Linked DNA regions of Ovis aries: region 1 is linked to region 2. The links are chromatin contacts, called in public Hi-C maps. All regions are on one chromosome and are shown on one strand. The core of a region is the stretch at or near the end of the contact, and the rest is flanking DNA. Distances in the headings are between cores, read along the strand shown. Region 1 has its middle 3.2 kb from the start of TRNAR-CCU. Region 2 overlaps LOC132658675 (a long non-coding RNA gene).

Evidence for each region. A called contact is a pair of places that touch in the nucleus more often than the background predicts.
Region 1: a contact with region 2 is called in a Hi-C map of liver, with 9 times the contacts expected there. The contact joins two enhancer-like sites. A contact is called at or near these places in 4 of 16 Hi-C or Micro-C datasets (liver, muscle, skin fibroblasts and 1 more).

What each region holds. Positions count from the first base shown.
Region 1 is chr25:7,217,501-7,221,590 of ARS-UI_Ramb_v3.0, reverse strand. No RefSeq gene overlaps it. Among named protein-coding and RNA genes, the nearest start is that of TRNAR-CCU, 3.2 kb to the right of the region's middle. Within about 2 kb of position 2,435, at least 32 of the 54 cell types and tissues checked have an H3K27ac peak or open chromatin away from gene starts, as enhancers often do. A contact at or near this core is called in liver, where this site is marked.
Region 2 is chr25:6,967,748-6,972,278 of ARS-UI_Ramb_v3.0, reverse strand. It overlaps LOC132658675 (a long non-coding RNA gene), which reads left to right. Exons shown (of 2, transcript XR_009598602.1): 2 at 1-436. Among named protein-coding and RNA genes, the nearest start is that of IRF2BP2, 180 kb to the right of the region's middle. Within about 2 kb of position 1,743, at least 39 of the 54 cell types and tissues checked have an H3K27ac peak or open chromatin away from gene starts, as enhancers often do. A contact at or near this core is called in liver, where this site is marked.

The DNA of each region.
Region 1 (4,090 bases), core at 1,186-3,685, 250 kb before region 2:
ATCTGGGAATGCAGTGACGACGTACAGACGTGGTGTTAGGGCGTCTGCTGGCGTGGTGGGGGGTCATGACAACTGTGGTCCAGGCAAGCACCTCAGAAGTGCCCACGAAGAGACCTCTGGTGCTCCTTCTCTGGTGGTGGCTGGGACTCTGTGCTCCCAACATAGAGAGTCCGGGTTTGATCCTAGGTTGCAGAACTAAATTCCCCATCCCACAATTAAGAACTGGTGCAGCCAAATGAAAAGTAAAGTAAAATAAAATGAAAAATTAAAAAAAATTGGCTATGGCACTGTGGAACCCTTTGTTCATATAAGATCTTTTATTTTCAATTGTAGAAGACGTTTTCACAATCGATAGCCAGACAAAACATAAAAAATCATTACAAGTGCAAGCCATAATGGAAACATGATTAAACTAACAATATAAAATAATTACATACTATTTGGGGGCCAAGCAGAGTGATGTGGTAAGTGGAAGGGCATCCATGCGCGTGTTTTCGTCTGCCCAGTCATTCTGTCTTTTGTGCATTTAATCCATTTACATTTAAGGTAATTATCGATATGTAGGATCCTATTACCATTTCCTTAACTGTTTTGGGTTTATTTTGTGTATTTCTTTTTTCCCCCTTCTCTTGTGTTTCCTGCTTAGAGAAGTTCCTTTAGCATTTGTTGTGAATCTGATTTCAGTTCAGTTCAGTTCAGTTCAGTCGCTCAGTCATGTCTGACTCTTTGTGACCCCATGGACTGTCGCCTATCAGGCTCCTCCTTCCATGGGATTTTCCAGGCCAGAGTGCTGGAGTGGATTCCCATTTCCTTCTCCAGGGGATCTTCTCGACCCAGGAATCGAACCCGGGTCCCCTGCATTGCAGGCAGACACTTTTACCGTCTGAGCCACCAGGGAAGCCCAAAGCTGATTTAGTGGTGCTGAATTCTCCTAACTTTTGCTTGTCTGTAAGATCTTGCCTAGCAGCCAACTATGGAAAAAAATGGACAAAGGCCGAGTTGTTCTGGTAAAGGAGGTGGTAACCAAAGTCCCGCCAAACTGATATCCCTCTGCTAGTGCTGAGGAGTGAGTTTTGAAAACTGTGGATCTCACTGTATCTCCTGGTTTTATGGAACAGGTTCAGACGGTAAAGAATCTGCCTGCAATGTAGGAGAGCTGGGTTCGATCCCTGAGTGGGGAAGATCCCCTGGAAGAGGGCATCGTAACCCACTCCAGTATTCATGCCTGGAGAAGCCCATGGACAGAGGAGCCTGGCGGGTTAGTCTATGGGGTCACAAGAGCCGGATAAAACTGAGCACAGAAGCTAGCACATGAGGTCACTGCCTCAGAGGTTCACAGCAGCTCAGCGTCAGGGTGTGAAGAGCATCAAGAGCCTGGACTCCTGGGGGAACGTTCTTATGGAGGTCCACTTGCTCCTTGATTCCAGGTACCAAACACACAACAGCTGGCAAAGTCTCCTATTTTAGTAAAATGCCTCTCTTTGGAAAGAAAGCTATTTGTGGAGTTCTAAGCCAAATTGATTTTGATTTACAGGGTTGAAAAAAGAAAAAAAAGAAAGCAACTACAGTCAAATGAAATGCCAGGAGATTTGTGTCCTGAGCTGGAAGTTTAGCCTGATTAGGTTTCCGTAGGTGTGCTCACCTTGCCTCGTCTCGCTCAGCATCCTTCTGCCCTCGCTCTCCCTTGAACATAGACGAGGGTCTGAGGGCCCAGAAAGGCTTGCTCTGGTCACTGACCACTTTTCCGGTTGCAAATACGCTTTGGTGTCTCTCATGGGATAACGCCTCCAGGCAACGCCTGTGTGTGGGTAGGCAGAAGCTAAACGAAGCAGGAACCTGGTAAGCTTGGTCGCCTCTATCCATTTGGGTTATTTTATTTTTCAAAAAGAAGCTCATCTTATTTGTCCTTCGGGAAACACAATTTATATCTTATCTATTTATTTATTTATTTGTCTGCATCGCAGCATACTGGATCTCTGATCTTCCTTGTGGCATGGGGAATCTGTAGCTGCAGTACGTGGGATCTCATTCCCTGACCAGGGATCGAAGCCGGGACCCCTGCGTCGAGACTGCAGAGTCTTAGCCACTGGACCACCAGGGAAGTCCCTCCACTGGGGTTTTTAAGGGTGCACTTGGGGAGCTCTCTTGGCCGTGTCCTTGCAAACCATTCTAGGGAAGAGTTTGGCTATGCGGCTGGAGGCTGGCCCCCGGCCATCAGCTGGGTGCCCTTTGAAAGTCCGGCCGCTCCTCTCTCCACAGGGCCGTGGGGGCTGTCCAGAGGCTCTGCCCTGCACCTCTGCCCTGCGCCTGCTCGCTCAGCCACTGGATGGCACTGTTAGAACTGGAGAAAAGAGGCTTCCTCCCCTGAAACCGTTTTCCCTCATTCCAATCCTCTCCAAACTGTCATTTCCACCCACCTCCTTCCAAACAGAACAGAACAAAATCATTTCGTAGCCTGTTCCTGTTGCTCTGCCCCCAACCCAGTCTGCCCTGTCCGTCCCTGGGTGCCTGCAAAGAGGAGTAGCCCAGCTGCCTCCTTTTCTGCCCTCAGGGTCCCCTCTGTCCATCCTATTTTTGCATCTTTATCATTCTGTGTGTGGTGGGGGTGGGGGCCCCTCTAGAGTTTCAGGCAATCTAGGGAAGCAGCAAGGGCCGTGAAAGACTTATAAGGACCTGGGGGCCTAAAAGAGAAAGCAGAAGTGCCTGCAATCCTTCTGGTCGCATGACTTGTGTTCTAGAAGGAAAAAGAAACTAGGGCTGCATGCACAGAGGCAGCGTGGAGCAGGGTCACTGGGAGAAGGGGCTGGAAGGGGGAAAGGGGCGGGGAAGAATGTGCCGAGTGCAGGAAACGGGCTCTCGGCAGTGGAATCTTGGCGTCAACTTGGCCACTCAAAAGCTTTCTGTTCCTGGCTTCTGAGCTGCCGCTGTGTCAGAACCCCCTCCGCTGGGTCAAGGGTGGGTAGAGGCCTGAGCAGCCCTCGCCCTCATGCACTGGTTTTGACCCTTGCTTCCCAGTTCTGGCTGCTACTTCCTCTTCCTGTGAGATGTGAGTGGGGAGCAGACTGAGAGGACCAAGAGCTGGAGGAGAGAAAACATAGCTGTCCCCCACGTTTGCACACCTATCTCAGGTCCCCCAGACTGCCCGTCGCTGCTGCCTCAGCTCGCTTCCCTCTCAGGGGAGGCGAAAACAACATTTCTTGGGAGGAATTCGCTCTGAGAAAAGCATTTTCCCCTAACAATGACCAGGAAATCCTGTCTTGACTGATATTCTCAAGGTGTGCTGGCCTCTTGGCAGAGTCATTTGAAGGCTTATTCAACCATGCAAACGCCCATGAGACACGGTTCCCAAACTCTGTGGAGGTGTGCTGGCCACACCCCTCCCCTTGGCCAACCCTGACCTTGAGCAGGGAGCCCGGCCAGCTCGCCCAGCCTGCCTGCAGGTGGGAGGTCTCTCTGCTGACTCAGGCCCAGACTGGGTCAGGTGCCTGCCTTCAGTCCCATGAGTAATACCCTGCCTGTCCTCTGCAAAGGGCCTTCCCAGGATTAATGAATTAGTCACCCCCCGGGAGAGCGAGGGAGCAGGTTATGGTCATCCTCATTAAGGCCTTGCCTCATAAGGCCTGCCTCAGGCCAGTGAGCGTCTGGATGTGGGTGCAGGCAGACAGTGGCTCAGGGTGTCCCAGGGAGAGGCCCCTCCAGGGCGCAAGGGAGGCTGGAGCTTCTCACTGGGCAGCTGGGGGCTTCACCCACTGAGGGCCGAGGGGAGGGGACTGGAGAGTCTCAGGTCCACGTGAGAAGATGCAGACAGTTTGACACAGGCTCAGCCACGCAGTTCCACAGTCTGCTCTGCACAATTCAGAAACTGACGCCGATGGGCCTCCCACCATTCTGCCCCTCCAAGCAGGTCGTCCAGATATTTATGAAATGCGCCTCGGAACCCTTTCCTTTCTGTGTCTGCGTGGGGATTTCAAATGACTAAAAGTGATAAAGCACAGGTCATTATAGGACCCTGCAAAGCAAAAGCATGTTGTGAATGCCTAGGAGAGCAGGGGCCCCACGTCCCTCTGGGTCACGGGGCCCCCAAAGAGGT
Region 2 (4,531 bases), core at 494-2,993:
GTGTGCTGCACCCAGAAACTTTGTTGGGGTATCTGGGAGCAACCTATGCAAAGCAAGAGTTTTGCTCCTGTGTCCTCCTGTGTCCAGAGCCAGGCCTGCTGTGAAAGCACTCATGGGCACCAGGGCCTTGTGTCATAACCTGGCAACAAGCCGACACTACTTTTCTCCAGGGCAGCGAATGGGCAGCCTCTCCTCCAGGTGAGGCTGCCCAGGGGCCCAGCAGGATGATTTGAGTCGCGGATGAAGGCCCTGGCTAAGGGGGCCCTAAGGAGAGGCTTCCTAGGGTGAGCCTTCTGGTCACGCTTTCTCCAAGGGAAGGTGGGGTGTCTGGGCTCCTCTCCTCCCCAAAGAGGCCCAAAGAAGAAGTCATGCAGAGGACACACTCAGCTGTGGGAGGCTGGAGAAAAAGAGCCAATAAAATTGGCTTTATTTATAATGTTCCCGTGTTTGTTATTTTGTTATCCCTACTCTGTTCCCTCAGTGTAATGTAACAAGGAAAAGGATAAAAAAAATCCCCACTCTAAGTATGCATGAACTTTATGGCCTCACCGCTCCCTCTCCTCCTCTGTCCCCACCAGGCTCGCCTTGCCTGTGAATTCCTCTCCCAAATTGCGTATTTTCCATACTAACTTTTACGGCATCTTCCTCGATTAATGGTTAACAGTATTCCTTTTCTCCCCTCCGCCCCCATTATCAAAGAGTGCTTGGAATGACTATTAACTCTCTGGTTAACAGAAAGAAACATGTTAATCATCTACAAGCCCTTGGACAGGAAAATTATTCTTTGTAACCTTCTCCCAACGGCTGGAGAGCCCCTTGTCCGCCAGCAGCTGACCTTCAACCACACCTGGGTCTGGAAGCTTGCAAAACCCCGACAGTAATCGGTAATCGTGTTACAAGGGCTTCTGAGTAAAAGCCAAGGTCAAACCGCCCCCACCCCCACCCCCTTAGCGGGAATGACGCTGGGCCTCTGGTGTCCAGGGAGGGCGCCTTTCCATCCAACTACTCTCCTTCCACGACCCCGTAAACAGACCACGCTGCACCTCTTTAAAAAAAAATTGTTTTGCAAGTGAGGGCTAATCATTCTTTGTTGTACATTCTTTGTTGCTGGGAGACTCGGGGTGGCTGTACAGGCTGTTCTTTCTTGCAGCCATAGTTCAAAAGTGCTCCTTTTGACCCAAACACACACGTGTTGTAATCCTGCCCTCCCTTGTGTGGGGCTGGGAGGCAACCAGGAAGCGTGGATTCCCAAGCCAGACCCAGATGCTGGGAGGGTGACCTCTTTCTGAAGTTAGAGGGGCGGTGCCTTTGCAGGGAGGGGTAGGCAGGAGCAGCAGAGGATAATGCTCAGGGAAGTGGCGGGGGGAGGGGGGGCCGACCCCCACCCCGTACTCAACAACGGGAGCGTGGAGTATGCCATCTTGGAGAAAGTATCCCTTCATTCATTCACAAAGCCGATCTTCTGCGGAGAGGGGAAGCCTGGGGAAAGGAAAGCTGGCCTCCACCTCTGCTGAGTTTGGCTTGCTTTTCTCCCCTGCGGCCCGCTCTTCTTAAATAAGACCTGGGAGCAGGCGAGAGGTTGTTCTGCCGAGAGAGAAAGGACGCAGGCATCGCCAGACTTATTAGGAAAGACGCTGTCGGGGTCTTGGCAGGCGCGGCGCTGCGGACCACGTGGTCCTCTGCGCGCCTGGATACTGTCAGCGCTGAGCTCCGGCCCCCGCCGGCCAGGTCTCCTCCCCATCGGCCTGGAGGCTGCCCCCAGCGCCTGCCCCGCTCGGATCCAAACATTTCCACATTAGGCAGCCTCGGCGCTGGGCTCCCCGCCTCCGGCAGTGACCTCAGGTGACCTCCACGCCGGGCTCCGCGCCAAGCCCCTCATCACAGGTGCACTGGCAGTTTTCTGGGTCACCCTTGTGATCGGGTGTCCAAGCACTTGGCAAAATTTAGCGAGTGTTCCTCGGTGCTCTGCATCATCTTGACACTGTTTGCACAGACACCCTTGGGGACGCGTGAGAGGAGCTGGTGCCTCTCATTCAATCTCTGGTTATAGCAGAGCCAGGCATGCTGGCCCCTCCAAAGGCTTGGATGACCTGATCTCCCTCTGTGTCCCCAGCCCGCTCCCTCTAAGCTGATCTGACTTCTCTCTTGGACTTAAGAATCCAAGCAGAAGTTATGGATCCTACTACACACACCCATAGCTAGATTTGCGCAGCCGTATATGGCATCCACCGGGGTCTGTGGCTCTGGAGCCTTGGAAATGGGGCTGCTCCAAACTGAGATGTGCTATGATGGCAAGTTTCACACGGGATTTCGCAGACTTATGTGACAAGAGAACGTGAAGTACGCACGTGTTGAAATGATCACGTTTTGGAAAAAGTGGGTTAAATAAAATATGTTATTAAAATTAATTTTATGTTCCTTTTAATGTGGCTACTAAAAATAAATGCTGCATGTAAGACTCATGTTGTATTGGTCTTGGGCGGCACTGGTCCTGACCATCCCACTCTGGAAGCTTCCTTCTGTGCTTCACCAACAGCCTGCATTTCCCTGACAGCCAGGGACTACTCCCTTCCTGTGTCCCTCCTTCCTGCCTTCCTCCCCGCAGAACTCCTAGCCATAGCCCTGGATCCAGGCCTAGAGTCTTCTACCCAGGCAGCCTCTCGGGCAGACATTGGCTTCGAGGCCATTCCTGCCCCTGCGTTCTCAGTCTGCCTGGCTGTCACTAGGCCCTGCTCGCCTCCAGGGCAGCTTGTGTGCCCAGGGTCCCTGGCAGACAACACGCGAATACATGTGGGTGTTCAATCATAGGTTGGTGAATAGCCCTAAGCAATGGGGCAGTTGATATCTACAATTTTGATTATGAATTTGCATTTTTTCCTGTTGAGATCTGTTTATTATGAGGGCTTTAGATGTCTTGAGGACATTTATTTCATATTAGTTTATAAATACTACAGCTTCCTGATAAGTAAAACTTTTTCTCATAAAGAATCTGGCTATATTTATTTTTCCATTGTGAGGGGCAAAAACTAATTAGCCTAACATATGATGCTTTGATCGCAGTTCTCAGCACTAGAAGGAAAGGGCCAACCAAGGCTGCTTGGTACGCTTCAAAAGACGTTTTTAGAAATTCTTATCTTATTAGGAATGCGAGCATTTTAAATCAAGTAAGAGTCAAGCATCACAGTTTCATTTATTCTATGGAAAATGTTTCAGGAAAGTCACAATGTTTTGAGGGGGGAACATCATCTTCAGAGACTATCTGTCTAATATGGTGCCTGGGAACTCGAAATGTGGCTGGTCTATGTTCACGTGCTGTGTGTGTGCACCAAGTCATGTCCAGTTCTTTGCGACCCCGTGGACTGTAGCCCACCACACTCCTCTGTCCATGGAATTTTCCAGGCAAGAGTGGGTGGTCATTTCCTACTCCAGGTGGAAATTCATATATGCCATATATGCCATAAATATATGTTATTCATATATGCCATCAATACTACAGATCTCTGGGTTTCGAAGCCTTAGTGTGGGAAAAAAAATCTCATGAATAATTTTTATATTTTATAGATGATATATTTTATATTTAATGGTGAAATAATATTCTTGGTCCATTAAGTTGTCAAAGGGAATCTTACCTGTTTCTCTTTTTAAACGTGGTGATTGGAAATTAAAAATGACACCCCTGGCTCCCATTTTATTTTTCTGGGACAGTGCAGCTGGAAGGGGATGAGGTTTTGTTTACTTTGAGACATTTATTGGCATGTGTGAGCATCCCAGCCAGGTTTATCACAGCTTAGAAGACTGGGAACTTTGAGTCTTCTAGTCATTCCCCAAAACAGGCATCCAGTGTTGTGTTTGAATCTTGGTTCCTCCAGCCAGATGTTGCCTGGATAGTCCCCACCGGCCCTCTGGGAAACTCCCCGGTTCTGTAGAGTCTTGCCAGGGAATAATTACAGGTGTGCAAAGACCCTCCTGCTTTATGCACTTAGTCATAATAATTTACCTTTACCAGGCACCTGAGGTGCGATGGGAGATTAGTGGAGCAGGGAGAAGCCTCGGCAAGCAGATCACCTTGAAGTTGACCTGTCAGCCAGATTTCACAGCACCTGCTGTACCAGCCCGAGGGGCTGCGATTCATTCTTTGGGAAAGGGAGCTGCAAATAATTCTGTCTCCAGGCCATGGTCCAAATCCTTGCCATTCTCTTCCAGCTTCTGAAAGACAGATTAGAAGCATCTACAGAGCAGGGGAATTTTTTTTTCCAGGGAGAGTTTTCCACCTGAGTTAGCTTTTCTGACACCTTCAGGCAGGCGCTAAGATTTTGGTCTTTTAATACCCTCCCTTTACACCCTACCTTCACACAAATATATGTAAATATCGAAATCCACATTCGAATGTACTTGCTCTTTGAGTCCCCTGGAGTCACATGAGTCATCTGCTCCCCTTCCCAGGCCCTGGGGAGCAGGGACTCCTGGATTGAAGGCAGTGGGAAAAATCCCGATAAATCAGGTGTTTCTGCCTATTTCCATAAACTGGGCA